6 separate regions of the Mus musculus genome follow, and all the other regions are linked to region 3. Evidence: chromatin contacts called from public HiChIP or PLAC-seq data. All regions are on one chromosome and are shown on one strand. Each heading gives the region's core, a stretch centred on a gene start, on an enhancer-like site or on the middle of the called end of the contact. The rest is flanking DNA. Distances are from core to core; before and after follow the strand shown. Region 1 overlaps Gm32401 (a long non-coding RNA gene). Region 2 overlaps Gm32184 (a long non-coding RNA gene). Region 3 holds the start of Smim13 (small integral membrane protein 13). Region 4 overlaps Gm32184 (a long non-coding RNA gene). Region 5 overlaps Tmem170b (transmembrane protein 170B). Region 6 overlaps A730081D07Rik (RIKEN cDNA A730081D07 gene).

Region 1 (2,700 bases), core at 116-2,615, 270 kb after region 3:
TCTTTTAATTTCCTGTAGCACTTGCTATAATTTGGATGCTGGATGGTCCTCAGGGCCCACATGCCAAAAGCTTGGTCCCTCCTGTGGGAATTTGGGGGTGGGACGAAGAGGTGGTCCTTAGGTCATTGGTTATTATGCATTTGGAGGGGGTTATGGCATTCTGGCCACTTCCTCCTCTTCCACTGTTTTCTGAACATGCAGTGAGTAGTTTGAACTGCCTCATTCTCCCTTGTCACTGACACACTCACAAGGGACCTAAAAGCAACACACTTGCTTGATCACAGACTTGAATTCTCAAACCACAAGACAAAATGAAGTTTCTCTCTATAAGTTAATCATCCCAGGCATTTTCTTACAATGACAGAAAGCAGACCCCATGGGACATTAGCTATCTGTGAATTTTCTCTCTAGTAGCGAGTATATAACAGAGACCTAACTCGTCTTATTCAGGGTTGTGCATCCAGAGCCAGCCATGCCATAGCTCATTTAATAGCAATCTATGAAAAGAGGGAAGTGACAGATGAGTCACATCTTCCTTCAATATGGAGGAAGAGCTAGTGACACCTAGATGAAAACGACTGCAGCTTAGGAGCTGGCACATCTCAAGCAAGTTGTCCATGTCAAGCAAATTTCAGGTTGGTTTGGGTTAAAATACAGTAATAATACGTGTATTATAGGTGACTGGGGATTCAGGTCATGTTAGGTCCCAACTCAGATAAGGCATGTAAGAAGAGTTGTTAGGGGGTAAAAAATATTTTTTTAAAGCTTCATCATTCACCATTCTAAGGGCTCCTTGAAGGGAAGTTTGGACACAGAATTTTATTTATTTATTTATTTATTTATTTATTTATTTATTTATTTATTTATTTTTTTATCACTGTGCTTCTGATCCTAAGGCTAAGATACATTCCTTCAATAGCCAGGGTTACAGACTTTGGCGTGCATGTCAAGGGCTTCGGGGACAAGTATGTCTAACAGGTATGAGCACAGCATTTGAGAACTCCTTGTTCCCCACACATAGGCCACCAGGCTTCATAATACAGAACTCCCACTAAGGGAAAGTTCTGAGAAAGGCATGGCAGGTTTATAGTATCCCACACTATGCGGTATTCACCAAAAGGAAGGAAAAAGGGGGGTAGGGTTGGCTAAAGCTGCCTAAAGCTGGGGATTGGCTTTGCTGAATGAAGCTATCCCTTTATGTGGGCAGAGCAGGAAGCCAAAGGAGACGCTTGCATTCCTAGACCCCTGATCAACAGTGCCCCTCGCCCTTCCTGTTGATTTAGCAGCGTCAGAGTAGAGCCAGCTAACTAACCCATCACAGGGCCTGGGCCTCATAGAAAGATGCTTGTGAAAGTGAGTGAGTGTTAAGCACGGAACCTTAGCATCCTGTAGGTGGTGAGGGCAGGCTTTAGCAGTTACTTGAAGCAAACGATACTTTGTAAATGCAATGACAAAGTCACTGTGAGAGGCATGCTCCACACCCCAAGAAGTAAGTGCCTCCAGAGCATGTCAACGCTTTAACGGTGCAAGGACAGGAATAAGCTTTTAAGTCGTGTGCACTTTCCACATGTGAGAAACTTTTTATCATTACTAGTACTCAGACTATACCTTTCAGGTTGAGGATAGAGGCTAAAAGTATTATAAAGGCAGGGTGTGCAAATGGAAATTGCTGTTCAAACAGCAGCATGTGCGTATATGCACTATTGTGCACACACACATAATGTATGATCATGTGCCGCCTTTGCAGAGCTCCTATGCCCTAAATTTCTCTCTCCTACATTTCTGCCCAAGTGGCCATATAGACGGCCTGACATCGTTTGCTATTACATTACCCAGAACTGCCCCATTCCCTCAACTCCAGTCTTACTCATTCTTCTGGCTCTACCATTGGACTCAGAGAATCCTTCCCAAAGTATTGCACAATGGCCTACATTCTGCTTTCTTTAAACTTCCAAGACATGTGTATGCAATGGGAAGTTTGCCATTGTAACTGGAAGAGTGGAGTAAGTCAACGCCCTTCACAATACCTGGCCCACTGCCCCCATCTCCAACAAAATAAGGAAAGTGTATAGCTGTCTCACAAAAGGCTTATAAATCCTGACTTCTTCCTCTAATGCAAGGGAATTCTCTGAAATGCTCCCTCGGAAATGTGAAGTGCCCAACAATGGCAAACAGCCTCTAGAGTCATCTGCAAGGTTTTATGTGTTCCTTTCTGACTCATGGTCCTGACTGACCCCAAGATTCTTAGCTGGAATTTAGTTTAGGGGCAGAAGATAGCTTAAGGCCCATCTTTAGAGAGACTGGAGACATTCAGTAGGAGTAAAGGATTTTATACATTTGAAGAGTAAATGCTATGGAAGAGAATTATATTAGCATTACATAGGTTGAGTGATATTAAGAAAGCATGCGCTGGAGAGATGGCTCAGTGGTTAAGGGCACTGACTGCTCTTCTGAAGGTCTTGAGTTCAAACCCCAGCAACTATATGGTAGCTCACAACCATCTGTAATGAGATCTGACTCCCTCTTCTGGGGTGTCTGAAGACAGCTACATTGTACTTACAAATAATAAATAAATAAATCTTTAAAAAAAAAGAAAGCATGCAGATATCTTTGATATTAAAATAGAGAACATGATTTTGAAAGGTAAAACTTGGATTTTGGAAGATGCTGGTAGTGATGATGATGGTGGTGGTGGTGTCT
Region 2 (2,700 bases), core at 192-2,691, 330 kb after region 3:
GTGATTTTGACTCACAGGTTGAGAACCGCTGACCTAGAATGTACTGAAGTATCAGTAAATGTATGTCATAAAAATTCCATCAGAACAAATAGCTTGTAGCTTTTAAATAAGGGAGTGTGTCAGGTTTAAAGATCTGCTCATTACGTCTGCCAACTAAGGGAGTTATGACATGAATTGTCAAGACATGAAAAGAAACAGAAGGCAGAAATTGGAATGCTAATAAATCATTATGTTCCTGTGACTGTTTACAGAGACGTGGGCTTCTTTTATCACTGCGGAACTGGGTGGAGGACAGAGAGAGTTACTAAATCATTTTCACTTTATATATTAAGGCCTTCAGTTCTAAAGCTATTTAAAAGGAAATATAGGCTGCCTGTCCAGATGTTATTAGGCAGAAACGTTTCTGAAGTTCACGGTTGATATCCTGACAGCTGCGATTTACTATTTTCAGTTGTCTAAATGTGCAGGTAGTCAAGCTTGTTGCCAGATCCATTTCTTTGGAGCCATTGACTCTCTTGGAAAAGGGAGGGGCTGCATGTACTGACATTTGATTCTGCAGTCGCTTTGAAGTCATGTCTAGAGCTGTTTGGCTTGTCTTTAAATAAAAACAGTAGCAGCAGAAACCATATATATCCTTGGACCTATAATTCACCAAGTGCGAGCTGGCAATTACTGGTAACATACAGTACATCGTTAGACTCTGAGTCAGAGAAGGCTGAAATTCACCTACTTTTATGCAACCAGTGCTTATGACATGGAATATGCTCAGAAGTGAGTGATTAATAAATAAATTAATAAATATTTTGGGGGTAGAGAAAATTATTTTATGTAGTATAAATACCAGGTGCCTACTACATTTAGTTAGTGAGAAAAATTAATAAAGTACTAACTTCTTGGTAAATAAAATGTTACTTCGAGTTAGTTTCCAGTAATTAAGAAGTCGCTTTTATCAGGTCAGCCCATTGCCAGATGGTGACTATAATCTCAACACAAAATAGAAGTTACAAGAATCTGAAGACACCAACAGGTTTGAAAGAAGCTGGAAATACATTTATACTTGAAAGAAGGAAATGGTGCAGGATGATTCCTTTTTTGACACAAATATTTGTCTGCGGGTGGGCCTTAGTCACAGTGGGTAAAATTCTAAAAGAAATCCAGTCTTACTGACTTGGCTATGGAACAGGATTTGGGAAACCATGGTAACTGGAGAAGGAGAAGAGAAAGTCTGGGCAGGAAGAAGCCCTGGCCACCACATGGGCAGGGTGTCCTGTAGATTAGCCTGGCCCAGACTGGGTTCATTCTGTTACTATCTGTGCATAGAGAGGACGTCGGACAGGCCAGCTAAGTCTGCAAGAACTAAACAGAGTTTCAAGCTGTCCCATTTCAGGAAAAACATAGCCGGTGATCAAATGAAAGTGAAACTAATTGCTTGCCTTACGTCAAAAACAGGGCTGGGGATTTAGCCCAGTTAGTAGAGTGATGGCCTAGTGTGTGTGAAGGCCTGGGTTCATGCCATACCACATAAATGTCGATGGTATACCATACAGGCCTGTAGTCCCAGCAATCAATAGGTAGAGGCAGAAAAACTGGAAGTTCAGGATCCCTCCTTAGCTATATAGTGAGTTTGAGCTCACCTGTGATACACAAAACCCTGCTTCAAAGAGTAAAAACAAAAAATCAACACACACAGATTGACTGAACAGAAACCAGTCCTAAAAATCAGTCACACTATGCGCCAACTGATCCAAATGATAATTCACACTACAGTCCAAAGGACTCCGCATTTCTAGACTTAGAGAGACACAGGAAAATGTCACTAAACACAATTTGTCTTAAAAGGCAAGTGTGATAGGATGAAGACACAGACACAGGAATTAACATTTAAGGATATAAAGTGCTATTATAACCAGTGTGCGGACTCAAAGGAACACTTACAATGAATGAACAAATAGAAACATCTTAACAGTGGAATCAAAACCACAAAAGAAAATTGTCAGCATTTGTGGGGACGTTGTCAGGAAGCCCAGCATCACCCGCAGCAGATCAAGGAGTTACCCTAACATGTTTTGGGACCTCTACTTGTGCTAAACCAAGATTCATCACTTCAATGAAGAAAACAACTTCAGAGGACAGGCCAGTTTATGGTGCTGAGTTGGAATTTAGTAAAGATATCTTAATATACATGTGATATACATTTAAGCACTGATCTTTAGAGAGAGAGAGAGAGAGAGAGAGAGCAGAAGGGTGGTCTGGTGCCACAGGCTTTTAATCCCAGCACTCAGGAGGCAGAGGCAGGCAGATCTCTGAGAGTTTGAGGTACCCTGGTGTGCACAGTGATCCAGCCAAAGCTACCTACAGAACCCCTGTCTCAAACTCCCTTCCCCAAATAAAAAACTGAAAGGACAACATAAACTCCATTTGTTTCCCTTTAAGGACCAGGCCTGAATTTGAAAAGAAGACCATAAGGCGCCAGCTCCAGGAACAGATCATAAGTCCCAGGAACTAGGCCATAAGGGAACAGACCATAAAATCCAGGAACAAGGTCATAAAACCCCCTCCCAAGGAAGAGCTTGCTGCTAACCACACGAATGGGAGAATATCTTATCTCAGAATCTGTGCTGGGCAGCCCTATCTCACCCCATGGTTAAATATTCACGACATAGGAATGCAGACCACTGACTATCTGTGACCCCCTAGCAC
Region 3 (2,700 bases), core at 173-2,672:
TTACTTATTTTCATTGGGGATTTGCAATCCTTGCACACCCCTATTTATGTTATTGTCTGTATTGCCATGACTTTTTTTTAAAGATTTATTTATTATTATACATAAGTACACTCTAGCTGTCTTCTGACAGAAGAGGACATCGGATCTCATTACGGATGGTCATGAGCCATCATGTGGTTGCTAGGATTTGAACTCAGGACCTTCGGAAAGGGCAGTCAGTGCCATCTCACCAGCCCCTGCCATGGCTTTATCCTTGGCACCTCAAAGAAGTCCAGAGCACACAGAAGTGTTTGTTGTATGTGAATGAAAGAGAAGGTAAAAAGGTCTGGATTCTTCCTGATTTCTTTTGAACTAGATCTATTCAAATGTATTCCTTTCAACCAGATTGTAAATCAAACGTGCTCCGTTATGCAAGTGAGTTGGATCATCTGCTAAAAATGAATAAGTTGATTTCTAAATTTATTGCATCGAGCTCAACTCTCTCCACAGGAACTGTATATTAAATCTTGCGCAAAGCCAGTAATGCCTTGATGTATTTTTATGCTGCGTCTTAGCTGGAAAGCAGTTTACACAGTAGGGCATCTGGGAATGGCTAGCACAGAGTTGCAGTGGAAGGCGAAAGCCTTGATTTCTCAGGGAGGAAAGGGCTGATCACCTCTTGCGTTAACAGATGTGGCAGAACTGGGAGTTTTAATTTCAAATAGAAAAAAAGGACTTGAGATAAATACCTTGTTTTTCAGAAGTTAGTTCAAGCAAATGTGGCAAAACCTTTGGCTGTTGGCCAGATGTTGCTTGAATTAAAGGAGACAACAGAACGAAACTTGCTAAACAGGTAGGTGAATTAAGAGCACAGATGTCTCTAAGTCACTCACCAGTTACTTCTGAAGCGTACTATCTGTGAAAACACAACACAACATCTGTTGCTGGGGGAGGGGGAAGGCTTTCCAGATTCTGACGTCAGGGGACTTATTTCCTCACAAGTAACTAACCTTTGCCGGGAGCAATAGGTTGGGTTCAAGTACAACCTGTTTTTCAGGCAACAGCCATCCTCTTTTCCCTTTTGCTCACTAAAACCAATTTTGTATTTGAATTAACGGCTGAAATGTAACTGGCACCTCGGCAGGGAGACAGTCCGACGCACAGTCTTGAGAACAAGAATCAGCAGTCTCTAAGTTGGAGGTGGCGGCTCAAGAACACCAAAGGCACAGGGGACGGGAAAGGAGAGCAAGGAGAAGCCGGAGCAGCGTTGACTCCTGGGAGTGGTAGTTCGTTGCTGGGCGGAGACCTGGAGCTCTCGCCGATCTTTGCACTACATTACCCAGCAGGCCTCGCGCAGCGGCTGAGTCGCTGCGGAGTGGGTGCTTGGTGATGAGCTACCGCGGGGGAGGGGGCGGGGAGCGGAGGAGCAGCTGCAGCGGCCTCGGGGAGTGGTTGACATCTGGCGTCTCCGAGGGAGGAGGGGGACCTCGAGTGAGCTGCAGCCAGGGCCTGGCGTTCGCCGCGCCACCTCCAGATCACTCTTTCCCCGCCTCGACGTCCGCCATGGCAGCGCGTCCGTCCGTCGCCGGCCTCTCCGCTCGCCGTGGCTCCGGCTCCCCGGAGCGATGAGGAGGCGGTAGTGGCGTCCCAAGGCCCGCTCCACCAGCGACTCGGTCGCCCCGGCCGGGGGCAGGTCTGAGGGCCGGTCCCGTCGCGGCCCGCCCCCGCACCGCCAAGTTCCGCCCCCTGGGGGCGCTGCCCTCGGGCACCCGCGGTCCATGCCGCCCCGCCGCTCTGCCGCCCGCCGCTGAGCCCGCGCCCACCCCCCAGCTCTCAAAATGTGGCACAACGTGGGGCTGACCCTGCTGGTGTTCGTGGCCACGCTGCTGATCGTCCTGTTGCTGATGGTGTGCGGTGAGTGGGGGGTAACGCCGGGGGCGGTCGGGAAAGCTCGCGTGGACAAGTGTCCACGGTGATCACCTCGGTGGTCTCGGTGGCCACCGGGCTCCCAAGACCGAGTTTAGAGGAGTCATGCCTCTTGCTCAGGGCAGGTCGCCCGGGCATCACGAACCTTCAGGCTCAGCGAACCTTCAGGTCTGGCATCCTGACTCGAGGTAGAAGCACGTTTCTGCTTCCCCGGCAGGTTTGTCCTTGGTTGCCATAATGCCACAGCCTACCCAGATCTTTCACCGTGGCCTGTATTCGAAGGAGCAGTGATCGGTTTCATCTTTTTATTTGGATGTTCTGAACCTAGTGAGAGATTTCATCACCTTTTGGGTTTCCAGCGCACGTGAAGCTGTTTGTTTACTTCCAAGTTCAGGCTTTAACCAAATTCCCAGCCTACTTGATAATGGGCAGAGCCAAAAAAAAAAAAAAAAAAAAAAAAAAAAAAAAAAAACACCACTGGCGGTAATAAACTTCCAGGGTCAGGGAACCTTATCTTGGTTCTGCTGTCCTGGGGCTGTTTGGTCTGCTGCTGTGTACTTCTCTTCCCAGGAGGGAAGGAACGTTAAACTGTTCTCATGGCGTGTTTTCCATCCCTCTTAATTCGTTATGCACATAGCTGATAACCACAGGTCTCAGCCAGGAGACTGAACAATTGTGAGAGTTTGGAGAGTATTTCAAATAAATGACAGTAAGCACTGGTATTTAGAAGACCAAGTATGGGTTTGAAGTGATGGAGTATTGGGTTAAAATTTTATAAATACTGTAAAGCTTATT
Region 4 (2,700 bases), core at 103-2,602, 300 kb after region 3:
CTTAAGTGAGAACAGTTTCGTTGCTGCTGTTGCCTGCTGACAGCAAATACAAGGTTCATTAAAAGAAAATAGAAGGTTTTCTCGTGTATTTTCATATAACACACTCACTTGGGTTAGGCTCTCTCAACTTCCTCATGTCCCTGCCTCCACTGTCTTGTCAATTTCCAGCTTTGGGGTGTGGCCTCAGACCGACAGCTCTCCGGGCTTCCAGGATTTTTGCTTTGGTTTGAGCTGAGCTTGCATCTTTGCTCCTCTTGCTTGGGTTTCCAGCTTCTTGAAATGAGTGAGTACTTAATTCCCCTGGCTCTTCAGCCTGTCGACATGGGCTATAAGAATACTCAGCTCTGATCATATAAGTCAGTCTAATAATTTCTCTCACACTCATGAAATCCTCTCTCTCTCTCTCTCTCTCTCTCTCTCTCTCTCTCTCTCTCTCTGTCCCTCTCTCTCTCATGCATACATACACACTCCTACAGTCACACACACACAGCAATTGCCATGTGATTTCACTGAAGTACAGGTCTGCCTTCCCAGTCAGGATATGAAACGACAGCAGCAAATATTTCTGATGCGTTTCATTCCTCTTCTCACATCACTGCTGTACCTGGCTCTGTGACTCCATTCACTCCCGTTCACTATCGAATGAAAGCTATGGGGTGGAGTGAGACTAGAACTCACTGAAGAGTGGCAGAGATGGTCTAGAAGACGGCAGAGCCGAAAACTCAGGCTTGGGTAAAGAGTGTAGGAGAAAGATCGACAACCCAGCTCCGGGTAGACTATAGTAAAGGGGTGTGAGAGACTGGAGACCCCTCCACAGCACACAGAGTGCAGAGAGAGTCAGAGAGCTAACGCAGAGTCACAGAAAGTCAGTCAGGTCCCTAGAGCACTTCCAAAGGGGTAGTCAGCCAATGGGCCCAAATCAGCCAGTCACTTCTTCACTAAATTGCTTTCCATCTGGTTATTTTATTTTCACTACAGAAAAATAGCAAGTATAACAGGCATGCACCACCACCATCCCTGGCTTAGAACAAAAACAAAGACCAAAGACACCCATAAACAATAACTTTTTAAATGTGGTTATCTCCATCCAGTATAAACAGTAAGTGTGATGTTTAAGAGTCACATAAATAACAACCTCACTCCAACGTCCTGACTCTTAAATGGGTGGCAGGATCCTGGACACTTATTAAATCATTAAAGTTCAGTTAAGAGGCTAGGTTAGTTCAGCGGTTGGAATGTTTGCCGCTCCCACAGAGGACCTGAGTTTGGTCAACATCCACAGGCTCCTAACTGTGTTTGCAGCTCCAGGGGGTCTGACTCCCTCTCCTAACTTCTGAGGGAATCCTCACACACATGTGTGCGCGTGCTCAGAGAAGCTGGGCAGCCTTCAGGAATTGCATGTGGTCATCTCTGTGGGTGTGCGGGGATGGTGTCAGAGAGAAATGCGGTGGGAAAAATAGACGCAGGGCCAATTACAAATCGCCAAATGGTATGTAAGAAATGAGGATTTCGGTGCAGTCAGTGGAAAATTGTGAACAGTTTTTAAACAAGGAAGTGATGTTTTAAACAATAGAGATTATGAAACAGCATGAGAGGGGGGAGCATCATAAAAAGAAACTGGAAGACAGTCGGCTCATCAGCAAGCTGTGTAAGGGCCCGACAGGCAAGGTAGCTCCGAGAGCTGTACACGTAATCTCAGCACGGGGAGGCCAAGGAAAGATTGTGAGATGGGGCCAGCCTAAGCTACACAGGTAGACCCTTTCTCTAAAAATGAAGAGAAGAAAGGGAGTGGGAGAGAGACAGAGACAGACAGTGACAGAGAGCAAGAGAGAGCGAGAGAGACAGAGACAGAGAAGTGGAGGTCTCGTTGTATAACATGGTGGTGAAAATGATTGGAGGACTCAGAGGTAATTTTGCAGGAAGTAACTGCACTGTAGAGGAAGAAAATGACGGCCTGCTTCTTTTTCTTCCAGCGTGATCAAAGCTAAGGTATTGAGTTAGAGAAGTGCAGGGGATAAGAGGAGACTGGGGTATAGGCAAGAAGTCTGGGGTAAAATAAAGGCCCCTGATGTTTCCAGTAAGTGGGGAGAACTCAAGAGCAGACAGAAAAGGAGAAACCCCTTTAAGAAGGTGGTCGATGCAGGGATGGGGGAAGTCAGGAAACACAGGCTGGACGGTCACAGGAGAATCCCTAAGACTGTGGAACCAATGGCTTATGGAGTGACATGGTGGCTTCTTCCTCTTCCTCTTTCCTCCTCCTCCTCCTCCTCCTCCTCTACTTCCTTCTCCCCCCTTCTCCTCTCCCCTTTCTCCTCTTCCTCTTCAGAATTCACGTGGTAGAACAGAGCCTAAGGGTGGCAAAGGCAGTCAAGACGGAACTGGAACGAGCTGGTTCCCAAAGGAAGGCGAAGGATGGACACAGAGCTGAGTGATCAAGGAAGGGTACAACTCTCAAAAAAACAAAACAAAACAAAAACTAAGAAAAGAAAAAAATACTAAAATATACAAAAGTGAATCCAATTGGGACTCTTAAGAAACCTGCTAGAGTTTCTTCCTCAAATTAGCCATTGTTTTGTTGTTTTGTTTGTGTGTGTGTTTGTTGGTTTAATTCTTTCATCTCACATTCAACCTTGGAAAAAGAGTTTCATTTTTAGGAGGTATATGGCTCCTCGGGAGTCCTCGTGCTGTGCTCGCGAGTAA
Region 5 (2,700 bases), core at 102-2,601, 380 kb after region 3:
GGAATACTGCCCCTGGGTGCAGAGGTTACTTGCTGACATCTAGGGCTTTGCTGTTGGTTTTTAAATTTTATATATTTGTATATAGGCATTTTACCTGCGTGTATGTCTATGTACCACTTATGTGTCTGGTGCCCATGGAGGCCAAACAGGGCATTGGATCCCTTGGAGTTAACGGATAGCCATGGGCTACCATATGGTTGCTAGAAATTGAACCCAGGTCCCTTGAGAAAGCAGTGGTTGCTGTGAACACCGAGCCATCTCACCAACCCATGTTTGCTTGAGAACTCACTGAGAACCACCTGCCTCTGCTGAGAGAGAGAGAGAGAGAAAGAGAGAGAGAGAGAAAGAGAGCGAGCGGTGGTTGAGGGTGCTGTTGCACCTGGCCCTCTGCCTTTTCTTCTCTCCTACTTTTCCTTTATTGCCTCTCCCCTCCTCTCCTCTTTTCTCCTGCCCACCCTCCTTTCCTTCTAACCTCCCTTCCTCCCTTCCCACTTTCTTCCCTGTGGTTTTAAGGCCCTCTCTTTCGTAGTATACTGAACCCATCCACTTGGTTTCCAAGTTTACAGCTGTGGTTTTATTTTTAGCCTTTTCTTCTTTTATGATGGCATGGTGTGAGGTAGGACCAGGATGGCTATTCCAGCACCGTAAGTTGAGTTATGAGGCACTGATAGTTCCTCCTGCCGTGACTGCTCTCTAGAGTTAGTGCCCAGAGTGCTGGGACCAGTACCTATTTCTTTCCTTTTCAATATGTGCATTTTAAGGGGATGGATGAGAGTGTATTCTGGAGTAAACATGAGTGTCAGTTCTTATTGAAAAGATCCTCACATTAAAAGTGCTGAGAGCGTGAACTGTGGACTGTAGAGTTCCGTTAAAAGCACCGTTCTTGGGTTGTGTGGTTCTGTGGGGTTTGGGAACGGTTAACCAGCCGTGTGGAGGAGATCCTCAGTCAGGTGAAGAGTGGGGAAGGTTTTCTGTTTAGGTAACTGAAAGGTGACTTGCCGCAGGCAGCCGTGCGTGTGGCAGGTGGGGCCCTGGATGACTCTGCTCTGCTTCCCTCCCAGGTGCAGCAGTGGCCGGCATCTACAGAGTGGCTGGGAAGAACATGGCCCCGCTGGAAGCCCTGGTGTGGGGCGTGGGGCAGACTGTGCTGACACTCATCATCTCCTTTTCAAGGATCCTCGCCACACTCTGAGTTCTGAGGGAATGTCTTCTTCACTAAGGAAACGTGTGGACAGAGTCCCCGGAAATGTGTGGTTAATCAGCTGAAATGAAGTGGTACAAGCAGGGACCCAGCAAGAAAAACCTAGGGAAGACCTTGAGCCGTGTGGCAAGCCTGCCCTCTGGCGTCCAAACGTTTGCACTACCGCACTGCACCTTACGTGCCTCCATCCCAGGCAAGGTGCACAAGACTCTCTGTGAAGCTGCAAGAAGAAGCACCTTGTTTAGTTGCCAATCAGGTTAACATTGGTGTTGAAACCGTCGTTCTCAACGGTGTTGTGTTAAGTTACAGGAACGTTTTGAGAAATTGATCTATGTGCCAAACTTTCCTTTCTGTTAACATTGATCATGTGACAGTTTGCAAGTGTAGACATAGGTGAGTGCTGTGAGTATACTTGACATGGATTCAGGTAACGTAGCCAGGCTTAGCTTTGTCGTGTTAATCCCATGAGTGTTGGATAGTGGGCTTTCAATACCAAGGATGGTGTTCGGTTTGTTAAGCTGAGTGTTCTGGAACTTGGGGCTTTAATCTGTCTCTGTGTTGTTATTTAATTTATGTGAAAACCACTGGTCTCCTCAGTGGACGACTAGCTGAGCTGTTCTATGGACTCAGACTTGTAGGGTGCATACTTTTCAGTAACCTACACCTTTCATAGTTTCCCTCATATATCATATTCTATTTATATGGATCAAACCTTTATGAGTCAAACACATTGTCACTTGTGTGTCATAAAAATATAATTTACATTTTTCTTATAAATTTTGTAAGGAAAAGTCTAAAATGCATGTTGCATTCTTCAACCCTTCTAAAGGTTTTTGCCTCCATCTCACAGAATATTCTAATTCATTGCAGTGGGATTGTGTGCACTGTGTACGTGTCTTGAGTGTCTTGGATTCTATAGTACTAACTGCTTAGAGAGTGGCCTAAATTAGGCTCTGGGATTAAGAATGCTTCATTTATAGGAAAATAATAAGTACCTTACATAGGAAGAGCAGTAAACTGTCTCCCTCTGTGTATGTGGCAGGGAGAAAATTACACTTGGGAAGACTGAGGACTGAGTGGATGGTTTTCAAGTTGGCAGTTAGTCTGAGTGTATCAAGACAATGCAGAACCTTTATCTAAGCGGGGATGTTAGCGGTGTGGTTTAAGTTTGTGATTCTAAGTTATTACCTGAGTCGAATAGAGTCTCAGGTCACATTCATTAACAGTGGAAATGTACTTTGTTTATAAAACCTTTTAGGAGGTTTAGAAAAACACACAGTTGTTTATTACAAATACAGGAAGTTGGGAAAGTACAGACCCTGGTTGAACTGAGTGTGTGTGTGTGTGTGTGTGTGTGTGTGATAACCAGTTGTAACTACAAACGTGCTAACTTAAGGGAAGATCCATTGTAGAAATTATGAATTTATAGGTAATCTAAAGAATAGCATAGCACCTTGAGCTCCTTGACGTAGTTTGGTTGAAGACGTTTATTATCCATG
Region 6 (2,700 bases), core at 104-2,603, 280 kb before region 3:
CTGCCTCCATTTTAGGCTTAAAAGCCATCTTACAGTAAAGACAAACTAGGTGCATTCTCGTTTATGATTAAATCTCTGTTTTTCAAGGATTGGACTCTGCCCCACCTGTAACCTTAACTACAAATGGTTCTGTACTGCCTCTTCCAGAGTTCTACGTCTTCATCCAAAGGCTACTAGTGGAAGACTGACTTCCAGGCAACTAGGGTGAGGATCTTATGCCCACACCCACAGTGACACACCTACTCCAACCAGGTCACACCTATTCCAACAAGGCCACACCTACCTATATATTCTTGGACCAGGGAGTGGTGCCGCAGATGGTCAAGGCTACACAAAGAAACCCTGTCTCAAAAACCACTACAACCACCACCAATAACAAAAAGAAGCTGACATAAGAGGATTGCTAAAGGTTCAAGGCCAGCCTGAGCTACAGAGTGGGGCTTTTTATCTTAAAAACAACATAACAGTTTGACAGTGGGCTAAACACAGTGCCTCTAGAAGGTTATAATGAAGTTGAAAGGTCCTTACTGCCTAACGACATCAACAGCCAGCCTAGCACCTCAGATTTGGGCATTGTAGCCTGTGCTCCAACCAAAATTCAGCCACCATACTTAATGAGCCAATTTTAAAAATCCAATTAATAGTGGAAAACAGCAAAAGGAGATTTACTCAGTGTAGCCATATTGAAAAGGACAAAGGGAGCCAGGGAATCTCCCTCAAGTCCGTCTTTGGGGTCTTGAAGTGAGATTAAAGTTTAAATACAGGACGTTGGATATCCATCCACATCTAAGTAGACTCCACCAAACTGTGTCTGGGGCTTTCGGTCCCCTTCTGTAAGGTGGACTGGCAGGCTGTAAGAACTCTAGGAAATCTCTCTCTGGGAGACAAGTTCCTGTCTGTCTGGCACCCTCTCCTTCCCCCAGAGTGAGAATCTGATGATTGGGGATTCTCATTGCTCTCCTGTTTCAATAGTCTGGTAGTCAGATGGAGAGACAGAGTGTCTCTTTAGAATAGATTCATTTTCACCAGATCTGTTACATCAGCCCAAAGCATTTCGCTCGTGTTGTGGCAATGAGACACAAACACACCTCCTACCTTGTAGACAACGACAGCACACACAAAGATGGACATACACCATAATCTACAACTTGTTTGTATATTTACAATGGTGTCTTTTGTGTTGTTAGTTTAAAGCATAAATCTTCTAGCCTACGGAGGTGGGGGAGCAGCTATAACAAGTCATATACATATCTCGTGATTACCACATCTTAATGGTGTCAAGAGGCCAGGAATAGTGATTGACCTGTCTGAGTTACACAAGTCTCTCTGTGGTGTTTGCTCAAAGATGAAACTGCTTGGTGACACATTTCTTACAACACACCCCTGGATGGGAAATGCCACATGACTTCTCGCTGTGCTCTAGGGCAAATGGGAGCTGGGCCAGATAAAGCAAGACGTGGGGATGTTCTAAGACACACTGAGAACAGATATGTAAAGGGCTCTGATGTCCAACCGCTAACCACATTTATTTTTGCCTTATATTCTTGGTAGCAAAGAATTTGGACCAGACTGGATGTTCATCAACAGACGAATGGCTAATGAAAATGTGGTATAGATACAAAATGGAATTTATTTCGTCATAAAGCAAACATCATTTGCAGGAAAATGAATGGTTCTGGATACTCTTATATGAAGTGATAAGAAACGTGCATACTGTATGATATCTCTCCTATGTGGATCCTAGCTTCTAACTTATGTATATAAATATATATGTGAGCCTGTAAGTCTGGATAGGTGGACTGTAACTAGAAAGGGGAGCACAGAGAAAATAAGAGGGTTTGAGTCAGGGGCTGGGGCATAATAGAACACCTGTACCAGGAACGCTGAAAGGGGGCTCTTAGGGCAGAAGGCACAAGGCAGGGGGAGGGGCGTGAACCAGTGACCTAGTTTGGTTTCTGTTGCTGTGGTAACCATGGCCAAATCAACTTTGGGGGAGGAAAGGGTTTCTTTCAGCCCACAGGTTTTGCAAAGGATGTATTATGTATGTCAGGGCAGGAGGTTATATGCAGCCTATCCCTGTGTCAAGGCAGGAGCTGAAGGCAGGAACCATTTCTCTGTACAGCCCTGGCTGTCCTGGAACTTACTCTGTAGACCAGGCTGGCCTCGAACTCAGAAATCCGCCTGCCTCTGCCTCCTGAGTGCTGAGATTAAAGGCGTGGGCCACCACGCCCGGATTCACTATTGGCTTCTTTTCATGACTTGCCCAGCTTGCTTTCTTACACAGTCCAGAATTACTTGCTAGGGGCAGTACGGCCCACAGTGAGCCAGCCCCTCCCATATCACTCATAAACCCAGAGGGTACCAATACCCCCCCCCCCACATGTCCACAAGCTAATTTGATAAAGATGGGCCCTCAACTGAGATTCCTTCTCAGGTGGCTCTAGTTTATGCCAAGCTGACCATTGCAAGGGGAAAAATCAAAGTACGAAAGTGATATAGTAGGGCCAGTGACATGGCTCAGGGAGGAGGGGCTCTTGCTACCAAGAGTGATGTCTTGAGTCCAGTTCCTGGAACTTACACGATAGGATAGAAGTGACTCCCTAAGCAGTCCTCTGACCTTCAAATGTATACTACAGCACATGTGCCTAACTTCCAAATAAATAAATAAATTAATTAATTAATTAAAATGAAAGAAAATGC

The links. HiChIP or PLAC-seq counts read pairs in DNA pulled down with a chosen protein or histone mark.
Region 1: an H3K4me3 HiChIP or PLAC-seq map of craniofacial prominence shows a contact between it and region 3, with 5 times the contacts expected there. The contact joins the enhancer-like site here to the promoter of Smim13 in region 3. A contact is called at or near these places in 4 of 39 promoter capture datasets (the HPC-7 cell line, HPC-7-derived erythroid cells, cranial neural crest and 2 more) and 2 of 115 datasets of contacts at active chromatin or transcription factors (bone marrow-derived macrophages and craniofacial prominence).
Region 2: an H3K4me3 HiChIP or PLAC-seq map of bone marrow-derived macrophages shows a contact between it and region 3, with 8 times the contacts expected there. The contact joins the enhancer-like site here to the promoter of Smim13 in region 3. A contact is called at or near these places in 16 of 39 promoter capture datasets (the 3T3-L1 cell line, the C10 cell line, the HPC-7 cell line and 13 more), 3 of 15 datasets of contacts at CTCF or cohesin (CD8 T cells, the NIH/3T3 cell line and embryonic stem cells), 8 of 484 Hi-C or Micro-C datasets (CD4 T cells, LSK cells, bone marrow-derived macrophages and 4 more), 38 of 115 datasets of contacts at active chromatin or transcription factors (the 230-238 cell line, T-cell acute lymphoblastic leukemia, Th17 cells and 24 more) and 3 of 9 other capture datasets (adipose tissue, embryonic stem cells and liver).
Region 4: a contact with region 3 is called in an H3K4me3 HiChIP or PLAC-seq map of bone marrow-derived macrophages, with 3 times the contacts expected there. The contact joins the enhancer-like site here to the promoter of Smim13 in region 3. A contact is called at or near these places in 10 of 39 promoter capture datasets (the C10 cell line, cranial neural crest, frontonasal cranial neural crest and 7 more), 1 of 15 datasets of contacts at CTCF or cohesin (the NIH/3T3 cell line), 3 of 484 Hi-C or Micro-C datasets (B cells, bone marrow-derived macrophages and cranial neural crest), 21 of 115 datasets of contacts at active chromatin or transcription factors (the 230-238 cell line, bone marrow-derived macrophages, craniofacial prominence and 16 more) and 3 of 9 other capture datasets (adipose tissue, embryonic stem cells and liver).
Region 5: an H3K27ac HiChIP or PLAC-seq map of T-cell acute lymphoblastic leukemia shows a contact between it and region 3, with 8 times the contacts expected there. The contact joins the enhancer-like site here to the promoter of Smim13 in region 3. A contact is called at or near these places in 4 of 39 promoter capture datasets (the C10 cell line, the HPC-7 cell line, cranial neural crest and 1 more), 2 of 15 datasets of contacts at CTCF or cohesin (embryonic stem cells and large pre-B cells), 1 of 484 Hi-C or Micro-C datasets (embryonic fibroblasts), 17 of 115 datasets of contacts at active chromatin or transcription factors (the 230-238 cell line, T-cell acute lymphoblastic leukemia, bone marrow-derived macrophages and 7 more) and 1 of 9 other capture datasets (bone marrow-derived macrophages).
Region 6: an H3K4me3 HiChIP or PLAC-seq map of bone marrow-derived macrophages shows a contact between it and region 3, with 2.5 times the contacts expected there. The contact joins the enhancer-like site here to the promoter of Smim13 in region 3. A contact is called at or near these places in 2 of 484 Hi-C or Micro-C datasets (the G1E-ER4 cell line and nephron progenitors), 5 of 115 datasets of contacts at active chromatin or transcription factors (bone marrow-derived macrophages, embryonic stem cells, microglia and 2 more) and 2 of 9 other capture datasets (adipose tissue and embryonic stem cells).

The regions. Positions count from the first base shown.
Region 1 is chr13:41,515,421-41,518,120 of GRCm38.p6, forward strand. All of the region lies in intron 6 of Gm32401 (a long non-coding RNA gene), which reads left to right. All of the region lies in intron 2 of Gm32184 (a long non-coding RNA gene), which reads right to left. Among named protein-coding and RNA genes, the nearest start is that of Gm32401, 30 kb to the left of the region's middle. Within about 2 kb of position 1,366, at least 34 of the 459 cell types and tissues checked have an H3K27ac peak or open chromatin away from gene starts, as enhancers often do. A contact at or near this core is called in bone marrow-derived macrophages, craniofacial prominence and pre-B cells, where this site is marked.
Region 2 is chr13:41,582,495-41,585,194 of GRCm38.p6, forward strand. All of the region lies in intron 1 of Gm32184 (a long non-coding RNA gene), which reads right to left. Among named protein-coding and RNA genes, the nearest start is that of Tmem170b, 22 kb to the right of the region's middle. Within about 2 kb of position 1,442, at least 99 of the 459 cell types and tissues checked have an H3K27ac peak or open chromatin away from gene starts, as enhancers often do. A contact at or near this core is called in CD8 T cells, LSK cells, Th17 cells and 10 more, where this site is marked.
Region 3 is chr13:41,248,422-41,251,121 of GRCm38.p6, forward strand. Smim13 (small integral membrane protein 13) reads left to right here and starts at 1,423. Exons shown (of 2, transcript NM_001135577.2): 1 at 1,423-1,893. The coding sequence starts at 1,818.
Region 4 is chr13:41,550,534-41,553,233 of GRCm38.p6, forward strand. All of the region lies in intron 2 of Gm32184 (a long non-coding RNA gene), which reads right to left. Among named protein-coding and RNA genes, the nearest start is that of Tmem170b, 54 kb to the right of the region's middle. Within about 2 kb of position 1,353, at least 34 of the 459 cell types and tissues checked have an H3K27ac peak or open chromatin away from gene starts, as enhancers often do. A contact at or near this core is called in adipose tissue, bone marrow-derived macrophages and hematopoietic stem and progenitor cells, where this site is marked.
Region 5 is chr13:41,633,395-41,636,094 of GRCm38.p6, forward strand. It overlaps Tmem170b (transmembrane protein 170B), which reads left to right. Exons shown (of 3, transcript NM_001163572.2): 3 at 1,062-2,700. The coding sequence ends at 1,192. Among named protein-coding and RNA genes, the nearest start is that of Gm5082, 14 kb to the right of the region's middle. Within about 2 kb of position 1,352, at least 31 of the 459 cell types and tissues checked have an H3K27ac peak or open chromatin away from gene starts, as enhancers often do. A contact at or near this core is called in T-cell acute lymphoblastic leukemia, where this site is marked.
Region 6 is chr13:40,970,093-40,972,792 of GRCm38.p6, forward strand. All of the region lies in intron 1 of A730081D07Rik (RIKEN cDNA A730081D07 gene), which reads right to left. Among named protein-coding and RNA genes, the nearest start is that of Pak1ip1, 30 kb to the right of the region's middle. Within about 2 kb of position 1,354, at least 41 of the 459 cell types and tissues checked have an H3K27ac peak or open chromatin away from gene starts, as enhancers often do. A contact at or near this core is called in bone marrow-derived macrophages, where this site is marked.